Regions from separate parts of the Mus musculus genome. Here all the other regions are linked to region 2. Evidence: chromatin contacts called from public ChIA-PET, HiChIP or PLAC-seq and promoter capture Hi-C data. All regions are on one chromosome and are shown on one strand. Each heading gives the region's core, a stretch centred on a gene start, on an enhancer-like site or on the middle of the called end of the contact. The rest is flanking DNA. Distances are from core to core; before and after follow the strand shown. Region 1 overlaps Sptbn1 (spectrin beta, non-erythrocytic 1). Region 2 holds the start of Psme4 (proteasome (prosome, macropain) activator subunit 4). Region 3 overlaps Sptbn1 (spectrin beta, non-erythrocytic 1). Region 4 holds the start of Fem1al (fem-1 homolog A like). Region 5 overlaps Sptbn1 (spectrin beta, non-erythrocytic 1). Region 6 overlaps Sptbn1 (spectrin beta, non-erythrocytic 1).

Region 1 (3,651 bases), core at 587-3,086, 640 kb after region 2:
AGAGCAAGTGAGAGCCAGAGCAAGTGGGGCTGAAGTGAGAAGCCAGAGCAAGTGAGAGCCAGAGCAAGTGGGGCTGAAGTGAGAAGGAAAAAGAGAAAAAAAGTAGATAAATCTTTTTAGAAAAACAGAAAATTTTAAGCTATATTCCAGATTTCTTTTTCATTAAGACCTTAAAAAGAAAGTTTATGCCAAGCAGTACTCTGCATCTCAAAGACCATCTTTTAACATGCACTATTAATCTCATGATTCCCTCAACCCCCAATAAATCCAGAAAGAAACTTTGAAAACTAAAGTTAACCAAGAAAATGTAGTCTCTTCTGAAAGCCAGCTAGGAAGAAACATGTAGCAAACTCCATATATGTAAATTCATAAACACATCATATTTCTCCATCTGCCAGAGAACTACAGTGGAATTCGTTCCTCTCTAGTTTATAGAATAAATTCCCTTAGACCCCAAAATGGGATAAGGAACATCCACAAGAAAGTGTAGGGACCCGAGGGCCAGGGACCAGGACAGAATATAGTCTTAACCCATTACAAACACCTTGTATATGGACATCCAGCTATATGTTCAAAGAAGTACAACAGACATGTTAGATCTTTTGCAACAAAAGGCATTCGTGCCTAGTAAAGAGACCGTGAACCTTATAATATGCTCTGGCAGCCCTACGCACCATGTTAGACAAAAAGCTTCTTCTGAGTGTCAGGGGGACACAGATAGCCAATTAGAGAGGATACTCACTCAAGACACACACAGCAAGTGTGCTTTGCAGGGAGCCAGTGTGTGCAGGAGAGAAGCACCCGCCACACACTGGCTTTCCTTGTATCACCCTGATGTTTGCCATGAAACAGACATCACCTGAGACTGTGTTCCTTCAGCCAGAGAATTAATGGATTATGTTATACCTGCTTTTTTGGGGTATGTATGTATGTATGTGTGTATGTATGTGAGACAGTGTCATACTGTAGTTTAAACCAGCCTGGAACCTACTTCTGTTATGAAAATTAAGTTACAGATATTAGCCACTGCCCTAGTCTTGCTTCCACTTTTAAAGGACAAGTTAATATAATGAAATTGATTGACAGAACCATGTTAAAGCCCAGGCTAAGTCTGAGGAAAGATATGTAGCTTTCTACATGAATACTGTGCCAAGTCCCCCTCATCCTACGTCTCTTGTTTTGCTGTTGCTCTGTGGGATTCCTTAAAGTTTGCACAGCCACAGTGACTGCTGAGAATGTTTGATGTCCCACACAGCTTATAGTCAGCATGTGACAAAACTTAGGTTTGCTGGTTTCCAGACACTTTATAGACATACAAGTATATTGACCAAAAGAAGTGTCCCATTCCTGCACTGCAAACACCCATCATTCTGCCTCGTTTAAATATAGTAGGCCAGAGTATTTTGGGAGTGGAGGTCATATAGACCAGCCTTACATTTGACTATGTTTTATGATGGTAGTTATTTACCTAGTAGGCAGAAGTTACTGTTACTAGCTGTTTGTGTTCAAGGTCTAGAGAATCCACAGGTTTGTTGCCTCCTCAATACCCCCCCCCCCCCCACATACACACACACACACACATACATACTCCTTTTCTCCTGGGTGCCTTGGCTAATGGAAGCAAGAATTTTAAGATCTGCCTTTATTGCCCCCATAAGGACTGAGGGCAGCCATTGTACTTGATACAGTTAAAACAGGGACCCACTTGCTCACCTCAAATACCTATGTAGGGAACATCTTAATTTTCACAGCGTGGTTTTGGTGGAGTATAGATGATCTGAAAGTTGTGGCTGGCTGGTTTATTCTCTTAGAGTGTACTTCTGACTTTTGAAGGTGAATTGGTTTGGTTGGTTGGTGGTTTTTGTTCTCTTTCCCCAGGAAGTCAGTACAGACTTGTTTGGCACAGGACTGAGTTTTGTACTGAGCCTTGCTCAGTGATTAAAGCTTTTTTTTTTTTCTTTTTCTTTTTCTCTTTCTCTTTCTTTTTCTTTTTCTTTTTTCCATCTGCACAGTGATTTTTGGTTTTTTTGGGTTTTTTTGCAGAGAATGAGTATATTCTGACATGACCTTTGTGAATGCCTGAAATAATCACTTAGCTCTAGTTCCAGAATGGTGACAGAGGACCAGAATACTAGCTAGTTCCATAGCTCTACAGCATTGTGCTGGTCTGCATGATATCTGTAGGATGATATGTTCAACAAAGAGCACATTGGTTTATAAGTGTAATTTTTATGTAGTGCTTTCTCCTTTTAAAAACAAAATCCTACTTGTGTGTTATGAATAGTGAAAATATGTGTATGTCCCTGGCACTTTCGGTCAACAAATATCCTCTATTGTAGGAGACCTCTCTCTGTGCTACACAGAGGGATTTTTATCATTTGGTTTTCTTCATCTCTCTCTTTTTTTTTTTTAGATTGGACAAACGTCCTTCGTATGTCACATTGTAGCCATTTAGATTGCTGGGAAATAGTTAAATTCTTTTTTAGTTGAAAACGTGCTATCTTTACTGTTGTTTGACCAATCAGTGGTCTTCCATTACAAAAGATTTGCTTTGACCTTTGCTCCCGACAGTTCTCCTTCATGAAAGATGGAGCTAGTACTTAGAGTTTTTGTCCATTCTCAAAGTCAGCAGTTCTCTTGTGACCCGCTTTGCCCTCCTTGACATTTTATAAAGAACAGACCCACTGCTGTTGAAGCAAATATATGGAGAAGCCTTTCCCAGCAGTACCAGGGTATTAATGAAAGGCTTCAGAAACACGGATACCGTAAAGGCGTCTTTGGTCTCCTGTGCCATTGTAGACTTTGAGACATGAAACCATGGAGATATTCAGGTGCAGACTCACAGGGAGTAGTGACTGCTTTAAAAGTAATCTCACTTTCACCCACCCAAGTGGCGGTAGATGGTCCCTGAAGGACTCCATTGTATATCTCTGGCCTGGGCACTTATAGGCAAGCAGGACCAAGCAGGGTCTGACTTGGGATAAAAGCCTGAAAGAGGTCAGAGCTTGGTTTGGCCAACTCCCATTCCAAGCCTCTTATAATTTATTTTAGTCTGTCAGCAGCTGGCAAGCTTTGTGTGGCTTTCTAGTATATATGGTTGGTCTCGGAGTCCAGTTCTGTGAAGTGTTCTTAGTTTGAGTGGAAGGTTCCTTCGAGAGTTAGAGGCTACAGAAAAACAGGTAAAGGTGATTTAGAGTTGACAGAAAAAAAAGAATGGCTGTTGTCATTGCATTAGTTCCACGGTGAGCAAGTTGTTTATGTTCTTTGACATTCCCACACATCACCCAGTAGATAAATGAGCAGGTTTGTGTGTTGTTTGGTTCTTGGTTTTTTGAGATAGGATTTCTCTGTATAGCCCTGGCTGTTCTGGAACTCACTCTGTAGCCCACAGTGGCCTCAAACTCACAGAGATCCACTTGCCTTTGCATTCCAAGCACTGATACTAGAAGCATGCGTCACCACTGCTGTGCAGATTGTTTTAAAATACATACTTGCCAGATGAATTAAATGATAGTCAATGGTTAGCTTGCTATAGCTGTCACAGGTATCTGGGGGAGGAAACAGCTTGTGTTTTGAACTAGTAAGAGCAAAACTACAAACACAAGCTTTTTAGGGAAAGCTGGCCAAGAGTGCAGTTGAGTTTAAAAGCTG
Region 2 (4,108 bases), core at 423-2,922:
ACTTTATGGTCACTCTAAGAAAGACAAATTAAGTGCTTTAGTTTTGCATCTTTTAAGTAAAAGAGCTCTTTTCACTCGGTTGAAGAGTACAAAAAACTTGTCAGAAGCCCCCCAATAATTAGCACATAAAAATTATCCCGAAGAGAGATACAGCCCACTATTGTATTATAAAACCCTGAGTCATCACCCAGCTCACTCAGCAGATTCTGGGGAACACAAATGACATGCCCTGTGCAATCACTTATCGGTAACCATATGCATAAACATAGTCTTACCAAATTATATGTAGCGTACCAAACAAAACAGCAAAAATCTTATATAATAAGTTCTGCCAAAGTAAAGGCGCGCATAGAGCAAATGACCTCTCCAAACTTTTTGCTCCATCATTACTTTTCCCCCGTTCTAATTCTAATGACGCTATAATTTGCGGCTAGTGCGTACGGAAAACAAAAGAACTAACCAACTCAAAACCACACAGTCTGGCCAACAAAGCCCGGGATCAACCTAACAGCGCTCTTCACTATTTGCCTTAGAATAAGCGAAGTCGTGACCGAGGAAATGTCACAACAGGAACATACACTTTTCCTAGAATTCTAAGACAACATTCTCAACGTCTACTCAATCCGAGAATGCGCTGACTGTCCATTTGAAACGAATCGTTTCAATTAAATCCAGGAAGCCAGAACAGCAACCCAGACCCCCAAGAAACATAGTAACACAGAAAAACACACCACACACACACACACACACACACAACCTCTTACTGTCCCTACTTCCTACGGTAAGAAGTGTAAAGTGGATCGACGAGGAAGGAAAAACAAAACAAAACAACAACAAAAACAAAAAACAAACAACAAACCCAAAAAAACCACAGAAGCAAGGACAGGAGTCGCTTCCCCAAAGACCGAAGCTCTCTATCCCGCAGCTCCAAGCGCAGAACCCCAGGGAGAACCAATGGGAGCCGCTCGTCCCTATGCCCGGGTACGCCTGTGGCTCCCCAGAGCCTGGCACGTCAAGAGAAAGGACCAGAACGCTGATCGTGAGAGGCGACCGACAGGACCCAGAAGTCCCACGGAAAGCAACGAGGAGACTGGGTCTCCCCGGACTCGGCCGCGCCCCTGGAATCCTGCACCAGGTCAGCGCCGTCTGGACAGAACAGAGTTGAGCAGCACCAGCAGCGCAGACAAAGAGCCCGGCCCGCCGACGGCTTCAGCCCACTTACGTGGAGAGTTTCCGCGTCCAGAAGAGGCCCCCGGGCCACAGCTCTTGGAGCTGCACGGCCCGGCCCAGGTTGCTCTTGATCTGTGCCAGCTGCAAGTCGGACTCGGCGTCCAGCCGCTCGGCATAGGGCAGAAGCTTGTTGTACACGATCTCCTTCTGCGGGACGAAGGCCCGCGGGCCCAGTACCGGCCGCCCGCCAGGCTCGGGGGGCTCCCCGCCGCCCGCCCGCTCCGGAGCCTCCATTAGCCCGGGGCCGCCCCCGGCCCGACCCCCGGCCCCGGCCCCCGCCCCGCTGCGGGCTCAGCCTCGTCCGCGTCGCCTCGCCCTCGGCCCGACCGCTGGGCCCCCCTCCCGCCCCGGCTGCCCGGCGCGCTGCTGGACCCCGCGCGGCACCCGGTTCGTTGGCGGTGGCAGCGGCTGCTCGGCCCGGACCCCTCCGGCTCTTCTGGTGACGCTGCAGCCGCAGCGCCGGGAGGTTCCGGACCGGCCTCAAGTCACTTCCGGGGCGGGGCCACGGAGGCGGGGAGGAGGTAACCTGGCTGCTTTCTTGCAGTCAGCCGAGTTTGGTGTCAGCGACTGGGGTTGCCACGCGAGGCTGCCGGCGAGAAACAAGAGACCCTACTCTGCTCCAGCAGGATCCAGAGACACGGAATCCGACTACCTCTCCACGCTCAGTATCCTCTCTTCTGGGCCAGTTTACGGAAGAGCAGCTTGTATCCCAGCCGGGGGCGGGAGTGTGGACAGCGAAGCAGTATGAGCACAAAGAGTTCTAGGCCAACCTCTGCTTCCTACTGGCAACAGGAGACACTATCTTTAAAAAAACGTGTATGGAAGAATCTGTATACACAATAGTACCCTGTGTTCCTCTGTCCTTTTACCCCCCACCTTTCTGATATTTCCCCGTCCACCCTCCAAAAAAGTTACTCAACAAATATACTTTGTGTGTCATCTTCTCATTTAAGGTCCCTATAGAAAGTTTAAGAACGCCTAGTTCTGCCCTTAAGGACGTAGAGGCCTTTCCTGGCAACAAACTAATAAATTACAAGATAATGCATTGGTAAATACTGGATAAGTACCGAGATACCTGGGAATTCTAAATGAAGGCATATCACCTTCATAGAAGTTATTTTTAAATTAATCTGTAAGGTTGATGGCAATGTTATTTCGATAAAGAAAGGAGGAAGAAATAATTATCAGCTGACAGAAAAGACTGAGGCTGCAAGCTTGCTTTCTGATAACTCAAGATTCAGGCTGGTTAAAGATTGCTTGCCAGAAGGGAGTGAATACATGTATTGAGACTAAGAAGTAAATGCTGGAGAATTGAGATTGATCTTAAAAATAACAAGAAATTTCTAAGAGAGGACATTGTAACATGCGCCTGTCATCCCAGCATTTGGAAACTCAAGAGCAGGAGGGTTGTAGCTTAAAGCCAACCTGAGCTAAACAAAAAAACGAAACAAAACAAACTAACTAACTAACTGAAAAAACAGACAAGGATTACCAGCTGGTCTATGAGTTCTACTAGTGGTTGGCCTCTTTCCTAAGCTGAGTTCCATCCCTAGATCTTCAAGAAAATATTTTACAAAAAAAGTCACCATCTCAAAAGAGAATGTCTAAAAAACAATAAGCCTAAGGGCAGCATAATAAAATTTACTTTTGTTTCTTTTAGTTTTTGTTTTTGGTTTTGTTTTTTTGTTTGTGGTTTTTTGTTTTGTTTTAGTTTTTTTGTTTTTGTTTTTGTTTTGAGACTGGATTTTACTCTGTAGCCATGGCTATTATGAAACTGCTATGTGTTAAGACCTGTGTCTAGCCACCCATTTTGTGCTGTTACTAATATTATAAGGAAACTTTCTCATGCCCGAGTTGATGGGGCATTCTGTGTTTTGGTGTTCTTGGAAACCAACCACAATATAAGTCAGTTAGAACTGCTTTGTATAGTTAGCAGCAATAACCTTGGACTGGAACCAACCACCAGACAGCACTTCTTGCACCTGTGTATGACCTTTTATGGTTTTTGCTTTTATAAGCTGCCCCTGGAATAGACCCCAACATAAAAGAGAGGCCTACACCAATAAAAGAAGCTATTTGGAATAAGACTTCCATTTTGAGTAGAGATTGAGTAAAGTTTAACTTCCCAAGACGGCCCAGGGAACTGACATCCTACTTGGCAGAAAGAGACATGTACATGGGTAACTAGCATCCTGGTTGGCAAGTTAAGACGTGAGTGTTGAAGTTAAGCAAGGCAAGTCCTCTATCACAGCTGAATACCTCAACCAATAGGAGCTGGATAAATGGACAGCAAAGATATGTTGCCAAGGAAATCCCCTATCCCTAAATACTGATTGGTAAACTAACTTGGCGGGTTTAAAAGCTTAAAAGCTCTGTAGGTGGGTGGGTAGATGGGTAGGAGAACACCCTCATAGAAGCAGGGGGAAGAAAAATGGGATAAGGGGTTTCCAGAGGGGAAACCTGGAAAGGAGATAACATTTGAAATTTAAATAAATAAAATATCCAATTTAAAAAAAAAATAACAAAGGGGATGGGGAGAAAGAAAAAAAGGAAGAGCTCTGTAGGATCTTGGCTCTTCTAAGTCTGGTCTATGACCCTGATCAATCATTCCTGGGTTGAATGATCAATAAACTATGCCTGTCTGACTAAAATCTGTATTTGTGTAGTTTGTGAGGTGACTCGTGGACTATAATACTATGTAAACCAAACTGGCCTTGAACCTTGGGCAACCCTGCAATTTCTGGTATGTACCACATGTAAGAAAATTTCACATTAAAATGTTTTATATTACATTCGTTTCTTTCTATGTGCTCATGCTGTGAATGACTTACAGGGATTGATTATTTGTAGTTGGTCTAATGTTGTTTGTATTTTTATG
Region 3 (3,659 bases), core at 619-3,118, 590 kb after region 2:
TGTCGTACACAAGACATGTCTTACCTCGGAAGACTCATTCTGTTTGGTGATTCTGATATAAAAGAGGCTCAATAAACAATACAGAATTTTCTGATCTGTTTTGCCATTACTAAAAATGATTTGTAAGGTCCTAGAGTGATGGGTGCTGATATTTAGGTAAAGGTTTTGGAGTTAAGAGTATGGTCTTCCCTTCTCGGGAAATGGTGGTGCTGGAGCAGTTTTCAAAAGTTGACAGCATTATCCAGGCAGTGGTGGCGCACACCTTTAGTCCCAGCACTTGGGAAGCAGAGGCAGGCAGATTTCTGAGTTCGAGGCCAGCATGGTCTACAGAGTGAGTTCCAGGACAGCCAGGGAGGGTTATACAGAAAAATCCTGTCTAGGAAAAAACAAAAAAAGTTGACCGTATTACCCAGGAATGTGGAGTTTTGTCCAAGTTTCCCTAGCATGGGACAAATGATAACTCTCCAACTTTAGGTCCTCAGCTTGATGAATTTTTTTTTAAAGAGTTATTTATTTATTTAGTTTCTATGAATACACTGTAGTCCTCTTCAGACACACCAGAAGAGGGCATCATATCCCATAACAGATGGTTGTAAGCCACCATGTGGTTGCTGGGATTTGAATTCAGGACCTGTGGAAGAGCAGTCTGTGCTCTTAACCACTGAGCTATCTCTCCAGCCCCCAGCTTGATGATTCTTGTTTGTTTGTTTGTTTGTTTTGTTTTGTTTTTTTCCAGACAGGGTTTCACTGTGTAGCCTTGCTGTCCTGGAACTCCACAGAGCAGGCAGGCAGGCCCAGAGATTTACCTGCCTCTGCCTCCCAAGTGGAGTGCTAGGATCAAAGATGTGTCTCCCACCCCCATCCCAGCTACTAAATTTTCTTGATTTTAAAAACTTCAGCTTCTCTCCTATTTATTGTTAAGTTTAAGCCCAACTGGCCCTTTGATATCTGATGTCCACATTGGAATAAAGTAGATACTCCATATTTGGGGTGTGGCTGTCTCCTGGCATAAATGAATACTTCTAGTTTCCCCAGTCACTTCTCAGGCCACTTTTTGAATTTCCCCATATCATGTAAAAATAATTTTTAGAGCAGTTTATCCACGCGTGTTAGTATCTTAAAACCACAAAACTTGGTTTTCTTTGCTAGCTGATAATGCTTTAATTCTGGCACCAGGAAGTAAGGTTTTTTTTATTTTTATTTTTATTTTTATTTTTATTTTTATTTATGGTTTAATTTGATCTGAGCCAGTGTCTTTTGGTAGTGACTTTTTCTGAGTGTATGTGATAATTGTACTCAGTCCAGAATCACAAGATTCATTATAGGATTGATGGGCTCTTTTCTTTGGCTTCTCTGTCTAGAGAAGTCTAGAGAACTTCTTAGGAAGTTCTGAAAGATGTCATGTCCCTGATAAAGGGTCTTTCCCCCAAGATGTGTCTTCTGAGCAACTTGCTTGTGTGAATGTGTGCATTCTGTCGTCTTCTCTCGTAAACATAAAGCTGACTGCTGATTTATATAGGTCACGGGATATTCCCCTTTACTTTAAGCTGTAGTGCATCTGAAATGTAGAAGGAGCTATAACAGGTACTTGGTCAAAGACAGCCGAAACAATTTACTTTTGTCTTGTGGCCTCTGTAGGTGTGGGAGGGAAGACATGCAGTATTAGGCTACATCTTGGCATTTTCTTCCAGATTGAGCCTGTGGGTGTGACACCTAGTCTCAGCCCTCACATAAGTAAACTCAAACTTTGTGACACCAGCTGTAGCACTCAAGGAGCCAGGCTTCCCTCTATAGTAGGGTTAGCATGATTAGCCCCTTAACATGCTCACTTGGCTCCTACAGTCGCAGAGCAGCATTGGACAAAGCTGCTCCTCTACAGTACTTCCTGGAGGCTCTGAAACGCCTCACCTTAGGTTCACATAAGGTGAGTCTGAGAGAGTATGAGGACTTAGGAACTTACTGGTTTTAGCTAGTGCATCTAGACCATAATGTCTGCTGTTTTGGGGTTTTTTCCCCACTGAATCCAGTCTGTGCAAGTAAATAGCCCAGAGCAGTTAACTGTATTGTCCTTGGAAAAGGGTTCTAAAACTAACCCTTTTTTCCGTGTGATTACTTTCTCCTTTAGTAGCACCTGAGAACCACTCTTTCCGTTTCTAGGACCAAACAGAATTCCTTTGTTGTGTAAATAAGTAACCTTGGGTTCATTTGCATTACAGCCTTAGGTGAAAGGTGAATGGGCTGGTTCTGTCAGCCATGGGGCCCCTGGGGAAGGAAGCCAATGCCAAGAAAATTGAAGCATCCAACGAGGGTTACAGAGTACCCTGGATTGTCAGAGCAGTGATGGCTGGGAAGAAGTTCTTTGAAGAAATTCTCTTGAAGATTACTTGGGGTGCCATTGTTTTATAAGATTTCTTCTTTTTTTGGCATGTCAAGTGGTAGGGACTAAAGGTAGAACTAACTACATGTAGAACTAAACAGTATTTGAAACTTGAAACAAACTAGCATCAGGAGCCTACTTTGTCAGTCACCTCTTGTTTGTATGCTCTAGCCAGCTCTTTATACCACTGATCCTTATGAAACCCATGTTAAGCTCAGGCCTTAGGATCTGAGAAGATCACAGTGTCGCATTGCTGCTTATTTGTGTATGTGGGGGAGTGTATGCGTATGTGTATAATGACATTATAATCCTAGGATTCTCTGTGTGTGTGTGTGTGTGTGTGACTGACTGATGATTGAACATGCCAAGCCAAGAGTTGTAGCCAGGATTACAGACATATACCTCCATTCCTGGTTTATCTGCTGTCATTTTTCATCTGAACAAGAAATTTACTAGCAAAAGCTGCTGCTCTCCATCTGCAGCCCTTCAGTATTGTTAGTGCTGTGGAAGGAGACTGGCTTCATAGAAACTTTGGTTGACCGACACTGTTGGCTGTCCTGCTTGTCAGCCGTGGGTATCCTTTGTTGCTGCTTTTGAGGATGTCTTGGCTGGACGACCTTGGTGCTCATTGGCTCCTTCTAGACTGGCAAGGCAACCTTGTAGCCAGCTTTCATGTTTCCTCACTCTGGGGAGTTATGGTTGATCACTTGAATTTCGTGTGTATTTGTTTGGTTTCTAGCCTTTAATTTGCCCTGCGACCACTTGTGGCTCAGGGTTAGCCAGGCCCATAGTTAAAGAACAACATAGTTGCTAGCCCTGAGCTAAAGTCCTTTTTCCCCTTTTATTTCTGCTTCCTCTTCACAGACTAATTACCAGCTGCTGCTGTTCTTGTTAAACTTCATTAATCCTGAGCCTCTGTCCATAGAAATGGCCTTAAGATAAAAAGACCCTCAACTAAACATTTTGTTGCTGCTGCTAATTGCCCCAAATTACATGTTTTTATTAATTAAGCACGGCTTGCCTCCAAATCCTATTGAAGAATGTTTCCATGACTCCCCTGAATACACACATGCTGCTTTGTGGTTTCATATTTTGGTGGGGGTGGAGGTCCCTGAAATGATCATGCCCCAAAACAGGGTAGTTTTAGAAACATGGTAAAGGGGAAACCCTATGTAATCTTATTCAGAGCCTTAATTCTACACTGATAATGCCTTTAAGCAGATACAGTGCTGAAGTATTCCATGTTTGTTTAAAGTACATGATGGCAGACGGTTGCAAAACT
Region 4 (3,796 bases), core at 1,264-3,763, 950 kb after region 2:
TATTAGAGTTAGAAAAATTTATAGGAACACAGATAATGCTAGGACAGTGGCACAGCAAGAAGAGGAAATATGAAGCATTTAACTAATGGAAACACAGTTTAGGTAAGGAGATAGCTGTCTAGCTGTCAGTGTAGTCAGAAGTCTGGGGAATAAACAAAAATCTAGCAGTTACATTATTTTAAAAATGACAGAGTCCACTAGCCAACAGTTCTGTAGTCTCTATGGTAACGGGCAGATTCTGTAGTCTCTATGGTAACTTGGGCAGAGTCAGACTGGCTTTCATGTGCAGAAGATGCAGGGCCTTTTCTCTATGGAATGGATATGGGTGACATGAGAAATGACTGACCTTGGTTTAGCTAAGTCATTTGACTCAGAGTATCTAGTTTTACCGACTGTGTATTCTAGTGGTTATCATATCACAATTCAGGCAGCATCCTGTAACTGTGTCCACATCTTCTGAGACCTCATGGGAGAGACTTTTGGAAATTCTGTCTGTCATAAATTTAATAATTAACAAACTTCTGACAAAACTGAGTGCTATATATATTAGATATAACTGAATAGAATTTAATGACAGGAGTAAAACTCATATTAAGACAAGATAGGAATGAAAACCTTAGGTAACTTTGGCAGGTTGTGTAGGTAGAGAAAAGTACATTGTTGTATTAGCAGAGAGACTTATGGCTAGGACCAGAGTAAGAAAGCTGGCAGCAGTGGCATAAGATCGGTCACAGAAAATGAGTTTGTCCAGGTAGGTTCAGCCTATGTCACAAACTGAGCATGCAGGCTGTGAGAACAAGCCAGGGGTGTGGAGCATGAATAGGTAAATGCTTGGGCATAGGGGACATTTTTAATTTACCAGACTGCTGGCAGTATGCGTGACGATCTCTTAAAATATACATTTGAAGATATTGCAGCACCCACTGGAGAGTTATTGGATTATTTGTACTGGCATCCTGAGAATAATTCAATAACCAAAAATTCTAGCCAGGCTAGTGCCCTAAGCCTTCACTAAGGCCCCCTAGAGGCTACATGGTAAGTCCAGGACTTACCAGAAAGGGCCCTACCCTAGGCCTAGGGGTTTTTTAAACGGCTGCAAAAGCTGGGGGTGGGGTGGGGTGGGGGAGTTCGAGAGCTGCTTTCAAAGGGTATGGTCACCCAAGGGTCGATGTCCTAACTCATATGTCACCTGGGAAGTTGGTCATAAGGACAGTGGCTGTGAAATGTCAACCCTTTAGCCCCCAGAAAAAAAAAAAAAGCTGGCCAGGCCCTATCTGGGAAATTAGAGTCAGCCCTCCTGCTGACTGGAAAAACTCCTTATCCATCGAATGCCAGTGTGTGTTTGTGAGCTTCCGCAGGCTCGTAGCAGGAAGAGTGGAACTGCGTGGTTGGTTTGGGCCCATTTGACTTTGTCAAATCTAACAGATGGGAACTCTGGCAGGATGTAAGGGGCAGGGACCTACTTTTCAGGCTGAGAACCAGGAGCAGAGCTAAGGAGCAGAGGGGAAGGGCAGCAAGTGAGAAGAAAAGAACAGTTAGAGAACATTATAACATGGCTCCAGCTGAGGCTGCAGTGGCTTTAACAGCAGCTTTTACACCATGCTAGGTACTAGCAGAGAATAAGGTCAGTTCTTAGTCAAAGACAAAGTGATTAAATAAGGCAAAGAACTAAGAGATCACACCAGGTAGTAATCAAACAAAGCAATAAACAAAATCCTCCCCCCCACCCCCCACCCCCAGTCACTGGGTCTGGGGGCTTATCAGGATGACCAGGACAAAAAGGAAGTCACACCTTCCTTGGCTGAGTTTACCTTGATCCTTGCATCAGCCCAAATGTGAATATTCTTATCTGAGCCTACTGCCTTGAGCCCAGTGACAAGTACTTGCCAAATTTTTATAAGTGGTACTAAAAGCTCTCTACATTCATAGGGGGCAGGAAGGGCAGTAAGTAGGATCAGGCAGGCAGGTAAACCTGTTGAACTAGTCTGCAGCAGGTTGTAAATGAGGGAGGGGAGAAGGGAAAGTCTAATGCTCAGAGCCCTGGTGCTGTTGAGCCAGAGAGCAGTGGTCCAGGCCCAGCCTGAAGTTCTCAGACGCAAGAAAGAAACTGTCTCTAAGGAGAGGGAAATCTCACCCAAGGGAAAAACTGGATGTCTCCCATCCTCAAGGACAACACAGGGGTATCTCCTATCTCAAGAACTCTCCCCTGGGACCATAGAGATGGGAAAGGATGGGGGCTTACCAGATCTTGGGCTAGGGAGTTCTCTTGTTGTGGCTGAGATGGGATGTAAACTTGAAGAGATTTTAGATCTGACTCACGGCACAATGTTATGATTATTAAAAAATAAAGAAATATAAGGATATGCCCTATGGAGGTGTGGTGAGGTATGGAGGAAGGTGGTGTCTCAGCCGGCCCATGTAGAGGCATCCCTTCTCTCTGAGGGACCACCATTTTATAGTGAGCCAGGCCTACCTGGCTGTTGCCAAGTAACTGTGGGGGTGAAGTCCAAACAGAATCCTAACAACTAGTGGACTCAAACCAGGACAGTTTTGATGCTGGGTCCAGTTTATATTCTCATTTATATCCTAAAACCACACACTGGGGCAGACAGACAATCAAGATTTAACAGAAGCAGGAGAACCGCTAAGATGACAGCCCTGGAGAAGGTGAAGGATGTCTCTGGCGACCGGCGGCCCGGCTAGATCCAGCAGCGAGGCTTCCAGCATGGATCTGCACACAGCGGTGTACAATGCGGCGCACGACGGCAAGCTGCCTCTGCTGCAGAAACTGTTGGCCAGCCGTGGGCGTGAGGAGCTGGAGGAGCTGCTGGGTGAGGTGGCCGGCGGTGGAACGCCACTGCTAATCGCAGCGCGCCGTGGACACCTAGACGTGGTGGAGTATCTGGTGGACCACTGCGGCGCCAGCGTGGAGGCGAGTGGCTCTGTGCACTTCGATGGCGAGACCATCGAGGGCGCGCCGCCGCTCTGGGCAGCGTCGGCCGCGGGTCACCTGGCCGTGGTGCGTAGCCTTCTGCACCGAGGCGCCTCGGTCAACCGCACCACGTGCACCAACTCCACACCGCTGCGCGCCGCCTGCTTCAACGGCCACCTGGACGTGGTGCGCTGCCTGGTGGGCGAGCACAAGGCGGACCTGGAGGTGGCCAATCGCCACGGCCACACGTGCCTTATGATCTCCTGCTACAAGGGCCACCGCGAGATCGCACGCTACCTGCTGGAGCGCGGCGCACAGGTGAACCGGCGCAGCGCCAAGGGCAACACCGCCCTGCACGACTGTGCAGAATCTGGCAGCCTGGAGATCCTACAACTGCTGCTGAGCTGCCACGCGCGCATGGAGCGCGACGGCTATGGCATGACGCCGCTGCTGGCCGCCAGCATCACTGGGCACACCAACATCGTGGAGTACCTCATCCAGGAACAGCCGAGCCACGAGCAGCTCTCAGGGACAGAGCTTCCTGGAGAAGGCTCCTCCCAGATGGCAGGAAACCACTGCTCCACCCCAGAAGATGCAGAACAGTATGAGAGCTGCTGCCCTACCAGCCGGGAAGCGGCTGTGGAAGCTTTGGAGCTGCTGGGTGCCACCTATGTGGATAAGAAAAGGGATCTGCTTGGAGCCCTGAAGCACTGGAGAAGGGCGATGGAACTCCGCCACCAGGGTGGAGGCTTCCTCCCTAAGCCAGAGCCCCAGCAACTGGTTCTGGCCTATGACTATTCCAGGGAGGTGACTACGCCTCAAGAGTTGGAAGCCCTCATTACAGATCCTGATGAGATGCGGATG
Region 5 (3,895 bases), core at 299-2,798, 580 kb after region 2:
GGCTAAGAGGTGGGTCATTAGCACTGGGAGATCAACTAAGTCTTTAGTTGCATCTCTGAGTCATTGAAAGTGGAATTTGCTTTCTTGAAAATTTAGGTGAGTGAGCTTGCAAGTAGTGAAATAGAAAACATATATTCTAGGTCTTTGAGGAGCCCTACACTTGTAGAATCAAAAGAACTCAGAATGCCCCCTTTCTCCTTGGCCTGGGCTCTCTAAGGAGAAGAAGCACTTACAGGATTCAGTCAGAAAACTGTTTCAAGCCTGTCCATGCTGTGTAGTGTCAGTAAAAACAATCAAACAGTAGAAAGTATAAAAAGAGCCTGGCAGTGATGGGACACGCCTTTAATCCCAGCCCTTGGGAAGCAGAGGCAGGCGGACTTCTGAGTTTGAGGCCAGCCTGGTCTCCAGAGTGAGTTCCAGGATAGCCAGGGCTACACAGAGAAACCCTGTGTAAGAGAAAGTATAAAGAGGATGTGTGTGGAACGCACTGTTTGACCCACCCATAACAAAAGGGTTATTCTAAAAGGTTTAAGTGTAGTTGTAAGTTGCTCACTGCTTGGGGTGGAGCTTATACACAGGAAATGTCTTAACTGTCCTCTTTGGACAAGGAAATGGTTTTTAAAAATCACACGAATGCCCTCTATTTTAGTTCATGTTCTTTTTCCTCAAGGAACTATCTTTTAAAAATGGTGGGGATTAAGTTGTGTAGTAAATATACCAAATTTTTAGAAGTAAGCTCGGTCACTTGCTCTAGCTCCAGATGACTTTTTAAATACTGTGGTTTTGAGTTGCATAAGTTTACTGTTGGTGTTTCTATAACAGAAAACCACCTGTGTTGAAGAACTGAGAAAGGGTGAATTAACTTTCAAATAGGATGGGTCACATTAGGGTCACTAACTTCCAACAGTGTCCTAGTGAGAAGAAAAACAGATTGGGGTTTAAACAGGATGAGAGTTTGGGGGTTTTGTTTGTTTGTTTGTTTGTTTTTTCGAGACAGGGTTTCCCTGGGTAGTCCTGGCTGTCCTGGAACTCACTCTGTAGACCAGGCTGGCCTTAAACTCAGAAATCCACCTGCCTCTGCCTCCCAAGTGCTGGGATTAAAAGCCTGTGCCACAACGCCCAGCTGAGAGTTTATATAAAAACCTTTCTCAGCTCCTGATCCTTGGTGTGCTGTTCTGATCCTTGTAGTTCTTGTAAATGTTATTTTTGATAACATAAATTCTATGTACTGGTATAATTTTATACATGCTCGAAGGCCTGGGGAATAATCTTTCTTAGCTCTTGTCACCTAGTGTATGGGATGTTTTGTTGATTTTTTTTTAATGCCCCCCTTATGAATTTATATACTTGGTATATATGTCTGGGAAGGGCTTTCATTTCATGGAAGTATGTTACTATATTTGTTGCTGGATGCAGTTGGTTGGAGTTTGCTTTTCTAGCAGCTGAGCAAAACCTGATATTAAGAGAAACCTGGTCTGTTTAGATAACATAGTGTGTAGAGATTTATGGGCCAGTGAGTAAGTGGCGGGGTGGGGGTGGGGGAATCTCATTGGCTTAAGGAACTGAGAGATACTGGTTTTGGTTAGCTTGTTTTAATCACTCCTAAGTTCATAATAAGAGAGGTCAGGGTCTTCAATCTCTGAACTCTGACTTTAGCCACCAGTACATAGCTTTCTTTCATTTTTCCACCTGTCAAATTAAATTATTCAGGTCAACCCCTGTCTTATAAAGTTGGATTCATTTTCTGTTGTTGCTTTTTTTACTTTAAGATAAGCGAAGAAAGTTGAAACAACTGGTTTCAGCTTCCTGCTTAGAAAACTGTGATTACAGAAGTTCACAATACCTTCCCTGTAGTTGTACATCTGCCTGCTTAGTCCTTGTGGGAGAATCCTCTGCCTTGTTAGTCTCCCACTGTGTTCTCTTATGCATGCTTATTGTATATGAAAAAGTATACGCTCTTGAGCTTGGCATTCAGGACTTGTGCAAATGGCCCTATACTGTGTGGTCTTCCTCTTCCAACTCCTTCACTGCAGTCAAACCTGTAGACAGGTAGTCAGTCCCTCATCTCTAGCCTGCCTTCTTCCGCTTCCCTTCCTCTCAGCCCAGAGCACTGATTGGCTGTAGCAGTGAGATAGCAGAGGCAGAATCCAGAGGGAAAGCATCAAAACAGGTTTTGTTTGTTTGTTTTGTTTTTTTAAATCTTCTTTGCACCTTACTCTATGGTTAGCACCATTCTGGAGAAGCGCTTTCTGCAGCTTCTGGCTGGATGAGTTTGCCCTAGAATACTGAATTTCGGGCCACAGGAGTTCATTTCCCTGCTCATTACATGCTGAGGTGCTTTCTAATTACGTGTGTGTGTGTGTGTGTGTGTGTGTGTGTGTGTGTGTGTGTGTGTGTGTGTTTTGTGTTTTCCCTTGGAAGTGGGAAGAAAGCATCATATGTCCTAGAGGTTACAGATTTTTGTCACCCACCCAGTGTGATAGCTGGGAGCGGTCTCCAGTCCTCTGAAAGAGTAGCAAGCACTGTAACCATTAGGCTGTCTTTCCAGCCTCTTAACTATAAAAATTAATAATTTACTTACTTATACTGTATATGTATGTGACGTGTATGGAGGTTAGAGGACAGCTCTGTGGAGTTGGATACCACCTTCAAACTTTCTATGGGTCCTGAGCATTGAACTAAAAGTTCACTAGTCTTGCTCAGTAAGTTCCTTTATACATTGAGCTATCTTACCAGCTCTTAATTCCCTGTCACCCTTTTCTACTACTGAACCACCATTTTTGAGACAGGGACTCATATAATCCAAACACACTATGTAATTGAGTCTGGCCTTAAATTCCTTGTTCTTTTCAAAATGTTGGGATTATAGGTGCCCACCACCATCCTTGGCTATTTTAATTTCTTAGGTCTTGGAGAAAGATGAGTGCTGATTTTATACCCATGATTCATAAAGAACCCTTATATCTTTATCTTTTCAAGACAAGGTTTCTCTGCATATCCCTGGCTATTCTGGAACTTTCTCTAGCCTAACCTGGCCTAGAACTCAAAGAGTTCTGCCTGCCTCTATCTTCTGAGTGCTGGGATTAAAGGCGAGGGCCACTATCACTCTGTCACAGAAAAACATTTATTAAGTTTTTAGTAAACTTTTGGTTTGTGGTGTGACTTAAAATATATGCTTTACCTCATTTCAATAGCCTTAGAGAAAGAAAATGTCTAAGTCTATACTTAAGGTCTTAAAGACAAATGTTCAGTATTTCCCATTACAATGTGAACAGACTTGATGACATAATTTTTAAATTTATTTTGTGTATGGATGTTTTACCTGCATGTATGTATGCATAGCATGTTGTGCCTTGTGTCCTCAGACTTCAGAAGAGGGTGTCAGATCCCCTGGGACTGTGTACATGGAGATGGTTGTGAGCCATGTGGGCTCAGGTAGGAGCTAAACCTGGGTCCTCTACAAGAGCAGCAAGTGCTCTTGACCTCTGACCCAACTTTCTAGACCAACATTATTTTTATCTTCAGTATATGAGTGTTTTTCCTGCATGTGTATGGAATGCCTATGGAAGCTAGAGAGATGATGTTAGAGTCCCGGAAATAAAACTTAGTTATTAAGAGCCATGGGAGTGCTGGGACCCAAACTCTAATCCTCTACTAAAGCTGCACGCTATCTCCAGCAGCAAATGGCCTCTTCCTCCTCCTCTTCTTCCTCCATTTTTCGTAGGAAGGTTAGGGGTAGGATTATATATGAGGACATTTGAGGGATTTTATGAAATGCGCTGTATTGTTTTGTTTTTGTTATGTTCCTCAGACAACTTTATGGGGCAAATCATCAAAGCAAATCAAACCTTTCCCCAGTTTCATCTCAGGATTAAGTCCTGATAACTTTGTGACT
Region 6 (3,954 bases), core at 26-2,525, 670 kb after region 2:
TGATGCCCAGTCCAAAGCCTCTACACTGTACTCCATTACCATTAGCCTCACCTCCTTGGAGAAGAGAGGGTCACCTCAGTGATCATAACATGTGCAGCAATTTACATTTTAAAAGGCCCCTTCCACCAGGAGAGGTAACTCTGGAAAAGGGCGTGGGGACGTGTAAGATGGCTTAGTTGGTAAAGGGCCTGCCATCCAGTCTGATGACTTGAGTTTGATCCCCAGGACATACTTTATATAAAGAGAAAATCAACTCTGAAAAATTGTCTTCTGATGAGCATGAACTTACGTGTCTACACACACACATACACACATGAAAACATTTTTTTAATTTAGGGAGGAAAAACACTTTCTAGAATGAGAGTGATATCTCACAGCCTTAGTCTAGTCCTGTAGCTCTTGTAGGTATGTAGGACTACATCCCAGAGTAATGGTCTGCGGGTGCAGAGCAGTGGGCCCATCTGAGGGGCTAAGCCATATCCTCTGTGGTATTGAGAATGTAGATAAGCATTTAAGGACAGTGACCCTAGAGGCACTGCTGCTGAGCCTTCTAGCTGTCAGGCTTGGATCGTCATGGAGGTAAGACCAACTCCTCATGCCCGCCCCTCTTGACCAAGTCTTAACCTGTGTCCCTTCCTCTATCTAGGAGGAAATGAACACATGGATCCAGGCTATCTCCTCTGCCATCTCCTCTGACAAACACGACACATCTGCCAGCACCCAGAGTACGCCAGCATCCAGTCGGGCGCAGACCTTACCCACCAGCGTCGTCACCATCACCAGCGAGTCCAGTCCTGGCAAGAGGGAGAAGGATAAAGAGAAAGACAAAGAGAAGAGGTTCAGCCTTTTCGGCAAGAAGAAGTGAACTTCCCTGTTGTCCCGCCCTTCTCTTACCTTTAGTAAGAGTCCAGCATGCAAGTTCCGACCAACACATTACTCTGTGCCTAATGTTCCTCCATGTAGTTGATTTTTTTTCTTTTCTTTTTTTTTTATTTTTGAAATAAATTTTTTAATTTATAGAGTATTTCTGAGGGGTGGGGGAACCATACCTAAACACTTTATCTCCAAGTTTAAAAAGTTTGAGGTACAGAGGGAAGGCCAGATTTTTTTAATGAAATTATATAGATTAGATCTCAGTATTTAAACTGTTCCTCAATTTTGTGAGGCTGTGTTGGAAATAACCCGCCTCTGATGCTGTTGGTATGCAAGGCAGTGGTGCTTACACAATATTTCCTGTGCTCTCCAGAGACGATGGACCGATTTCCTGACACTACTCTCCCTTCACTTCCGTGGTTACCCTGAGTCTTGACTTACAAATGCCCACGATGGGTGTAGCCTTTATTAAACAGATCATGTATTCTGATCTCTTGCTGCAGCCACAGTGCAGCTCCATGTAAACCTACAGGCCAAACCATTTGTATCCGGCATCACTTACTAACACACAACATGTGGCTTTTCTGCATCAATTGCTGTGACAGTTCAGAATGTTGGTATACAAGAAAGAATAGAAAATTGATAAGGTTTTAAATAATCTGTAATTTCAGTCTCTTTTTTTCTGAAATACATTATATTGTATGTTTGAGATAATTCTAGTACAAAGTATAATAAACTAGATGTATAATAAACCCTTTAAATCATTGCTAAGTGTATAAGTGGAACTGAAGCATTTACTGGACAAAGTAATGTTACTCTAATGGTTACTTGCTTGTGCGTGGCCACACTGTTATAATTTGCTTCATTACCCTGCTATTTGATACATAGTGTGCATTTCTCTGTCACTGTAACTATTGTAATAACAAATTTTCATCTTACTGCACAATCAAAATGGCATCTATAGTAATGACCTCCAGAGTCTGAGCTTGGACAGAGAGTGGGCGCTCAGGCCTGGTGCTCCATCATACGACCTGTACCTCTCAACTTTTGCCCTGTTAAATATATGCTATGTCATTAAATGCTTTTAAATCTAGCCTATGACTAGCCGGTGTTTTTCCTTCCCTGTCCAAGCATGCCTAATAGGGAATTTGCAAAGTGTGTGAGTGTGAGTGTGTGTGTGTGTGTGTGTGTGTGTGTGTGTGTGTGTGTGTGTGTGTGTGTGTGTGTGTGTGTGTTGGCCTTGGAAGCTGTAACAAATGAAGAATGAATAGGCGTGGTGAATGGTGATACTTTTCATGTCTTATAGCCTTAAGACCTGCACAAGGAGAGGCAAATGTTTCATGAAAAAGAACAAGGGATAATAATAAATACTATAGACAAAGGAAGGCTGTCTTCCCTTACAGAACAAAAGCCATTCTTGGTAATATGCAAAAACTGGACATGGCTATGGTAGTGTTCATTGAGTCTTCCTCAATGTCAAGTTTGCCACAGGGCTTCCTAGTGCTTAGGACTTCTGAGGTGGACAGTCAGAGGCTATCTTGGTTGTGGTATCTTTCAAATCTAGCAGTCAAGGTTTCAAATCTAGCAGTCAAGGTTTACTGGTCAAGGCCTCAGCAAAAAGCACTAGGCAAAGGTGGTTCTGCACTCAGGACTTTGCTGAGCCCTGGTTTATTGTGTCCCTGTCCCCACACACCCTCGAGGGTGGATGGATATGATGGGGCCATAGAGGCAAAAGGCTTGTGAACGTTTCCATTTGGCCTTCACTTCTCCCTTTGAGAATTGGTTACACTTTGGAGACCCACTGTATCTCAAGTGGGAATGGAGGCAGAGGAATGCTTGCAGGTTCCTGAAACTAATTCTTTTAAAAGGCCATTTCATCTTACCCAGACACAAAAACTTTCTCTTTGGGGTGTCTGGGTAGGAGGGAGATTTCCACAAGGCACTGAGGCCAAATCCTAGCACACACAGTTCATTTCCCAGGAGCATCTGCTCAAGAGTGGAGTTGCCATTTTAGATTGTTTTAGTGAATTACTTCTTTTATTCCCCAAGCATAATTTTCTGAGGGAAATCTGTTGCTCACTGTTTAAAATCTCCCACCCAGAGTCTTCATCTAAGGTAGTGGTTCTCGACCTCTGGGTCAAGAAATGAGATATGCGTATCAGATACTTATATTATGATTAATAACAGCAAAATTACAGTTATGAAATAGCAACAAAATAATGTTAGGGTTGGGGTTCCTACAACATGAGAAACTATGTTAAAGGGCCACAGCATTAGGAGTGCTGAGAATTTAGTGTAAGAATGGCTTAGATTTTAAGGGCACTGTCCTATCCACTTAATGAAGATGGCATAAAGAGTGTGGATTGAAGCCAGTATTTTGTGCATAAATCAGGTGCTTTCTGGCTGCCAGCTGTTAAACGTCCCTGCCACATCTTTCTTTTTTTGTTATGGCCTTGTTCCTGTGCACATGTGATCATTTTATCTTAGTTTACACCTTACCTTCTGCTCTTTGAGACCAGGATGGTTAAACTAGGATTCCTACCAGCACCATGTCAAATATCTCCAATTACTTATGCCAAGCACCCTCTATGTGCCAGCCACTCCAGGAAACAGTGCTCAGGGGTATAAGTGCCACACTCCTTGCTATGTGCTCCAACCTCTCTTGACCTCAGGAGGGTCTAGATTTCAGAGGTGAACACCACTGTATATAACTCAAGTTCTGTCTACCTGGTAGTACTTTGCTTTTGAACATGTTTGCTAACATACTTAAGCCGTCCTCTGGCTGTCCTGGAACTCACTCTGTAGTCCAGGCTGCCCTCAAACTTAGAGATCTCTTTGCCTCTGCTTCCCAAGTAGCATCCTAATATTCCCCCTTTATTTTCCGTCCACAACTGACTTGGGAGAGAAGACACTGGTTACTAAATAGGAAGGGCTTCAAAGGGGCCCTGTTCTTATTGTTCTTAAGGTACAATCTGCAAAGCTCACTGCTCCAGAAGTTGGTAGAGGAATACTTCAGATATACCTATAGGTCAACAGCAAAAAGCTAATGTGGGGTGGTACACATTTCCATGTCAAGCTGCA

Evidence for each region. Promoter capture Hi-C pulls out the DNA fragments that hold promoters and counts their contacts. ChIA-PET counts read pairs in DNA pulled down with a chosen protein or histone mark. HiChIP or PLAC-seq counts read pairs in DNA pulled down with a chosen protein or histone mark.
Region 1: a contact with region 2 is called in an RNA polymerase II ChIA-PET map of memory CD8 T cells, with 16 read pairs. The contact joins the enhancer-like site here to the promoter of Psme4 in region 2. A contact is called at or near these places in 3 of 39 promoter capture datasets (the 3T3-L1 cell line, cranial neural crest and hippocampal neurons), 8 of 115 datasets of contacts at active chromatin or transcription factors (bone marrow-derived macrophages, embryonic forebrain, extraembryonic endoderm stem cells and 5 more) and 2 of 9 other capture datasets (adipose tissue and embryonic stem cells).
Region 3: an H3K4me3 HiChIP or PLAC-seq map of embryonic stem cells shows a contact between it and region 2, with 6 times the contacts expected there. The contact joins the enhancer-like site here to the promoter of Psme4 in region 2. A contact is called at or near these places in 2 of 39 promoter capture datasets (cranial neural crest and pre-B cells), 1 of 484 Hi-C or Micro-C datasets (embryonic stem cells), 15 of 115 datasets of contacts at active chromatin or transcription factors (bone marrow-derived macrophages, differentiating embryonic stem cells, effector CD8 T cells and 10 more) and 3 of 9 other capture datasets (adipose tissue, embryonic stem cells and liver).
Region 4: a promoter capture Hi-C map of hippocampal neurons shows a contact between it and region 2, with 3 times the contacts expected there. The contact joins the promoter of Fem1al here to the promoter of Psme4 in region 2. A contact is called at or near these places in 4 of 39 promoter capture datasets (cranial neural crest, hippocampal neurons, liver and 1 more), 1 of 115 datasets of contacts at active chromatin or transcription factors (pro-B cells) and 2 of 9 other capture datasets (adipose tissue and liver).
Region 5: a contact with region 2 is called in an H3K4me3 HiChIP or PLAC-seq map of the SCID.adh cell line, with 11 read pairs. The contact joins the enhancer-like site here to the promoter of Psme4 in region 2. A contact is called at or near these places in 6 of 39 promoter capture datasets (the C10 cell line, cranial neural crest, hematopoietic stem and progenitor cells and 3 more), 3 of 484 Hi-C or Micro-C datasets (CD4 T cells, LSK cells and embryonic stem cells), 26 of 115 datasets of contacts at active chromatin or transcription factors (the 230-238 cell line, CD4 single positive thymocytes, CD8 T cells and 16 more) and 4 of 9 other capture datasets (adipose tissue, embryonic stem cells, liver and 1 more).
Region 6: an H3K4me3 HiChIP or PLAC-seq map of bone marrow-derived macrophages shows a contact between it and region 2, with 11 times the contacts expected there. The contact joins the enhancer-like site here to the promoter of Psme4 in region 2. A contact is called at or near these places in 4 of 39 promoter capture datasets (the 3T3-L1 cell line, the C10 cell line, cranial neural crest and 1 more), 1 of 484 Hi-C or Micro-C datasets (liver), 18 of 115 datasets of contacts at active chromatin or transcription factors (the 230-238 cell line, DN3 thymocytes, the NIH/3T3 cell line and 11 more) and 3 of 9 other capture datasets (adipose tissue, embryonic stem cells and liver).

Annotation. Positions count from the first base shown.
Region 1 is chr11:30,125,221-30,128,871 of GRCm38.p6, reverse strand. The region is part of intron 17 of Sptbn1 (spectrin beta, non-erythrocytic 1); the gene reads left to right. Among named protein-coding and RNA genes, the nearest start is that of Sptbn1, 93 kb to the left of the region's middle. Within about 2 kb of position 1,836, at least 13 of the 459 cell types and tissues checked have an H3K27ac peak or open chromatin away from gene starts, as enhancers often do. A contact at or near this core is called in memory CD8 T cells, where this site is marked.
Region 2 is chr11:30,769,339-30,773,446 of GRCm38.p6, reverse strand. It overlaps Psme4 (proteasome (prosome, macropain) activator subunit 4), which reads right to left and starts at 1,672. Exons shown (of 47, transcript NM_134013.3): 1 at 1,223-1,672. The coding sequence starts at 1,464.
Region 3 is chr11:30,175,855-30,179,513 of GRCm38.p6, reverse strand. All of the region lies in intron 1 of Sptbn1 (spectrin beta, non-erythrocytic 1), which reads left to right. Among named protein-coding and RNA genes, the nearest start is that of Sptbn1, 42 kb to the left of the region's middle. Within about 2 kb of position 1,868, at least 55 of the 459 cell types and tissues checked have an H3K27ac peak or open chromatin away from gene starts, as enhancers often do. A contact at or near this core is called in differentiating embryonic stem cells, embryonic stem cells and kidney, where this site is marked.
Region 4 is chr11:29,824,385-29,828,180 of GRCm38.p6, reverse strand. It overlaps Fem1al (fem-1 homolog A like), which reads left to right and starts at 2,513. Exons shown (of 1, transcript NM_176829.2): 1 at 2,513-3,796. The coding sequence starts at 2,726. All of the region lies in intron 13 of Eml6 (echinoderm microtubule associated protein like 6), which reads left to right.
Region 5 is chr11:30,192,599-30,196,493 of GRCm38.p6, reverse strand. The region is part of intron 1 of Sptbn1 (spectrin beta, non-erythrocytic 1); the gene reads left to right. Among named protein-coding and RNA genes, the nearest start is that of Sptbn1, 25 kb to the left of the region's middle. Within about 2 kb of position 1,548, at least 10 of the 459 cell types and tissues checked have an H3K27ac peak or open chromatin away from gene starts, as enhancers often do. A contact at or near this core is called in the SCID.adh cell line and pre-B cells, where this site is marked.
Region 6 is chr11:30,097,407-30,101,360 of GRCm38.p6, reverse strand. It overlaps Sptbn1 (spectrin beta, non-erythrocytic 1), which reads left to right. Exons shown (of 35, transcript NM_175836.2): 35 at 647-1,966. The coding sequence ends at 865. Among named protein-coding and RNA genes, the nearest start is that of Eml6, 73 kb to the right of the region's middle. Within about 2 kb of position 1,275, at least 21 of the 459 cell types and tissues checked have an H3K27ac peak or open chromatin away from gene starts, as enhancers often do. A contact at or near this core is called in bone marrow-derived macrophages, where this site is marked.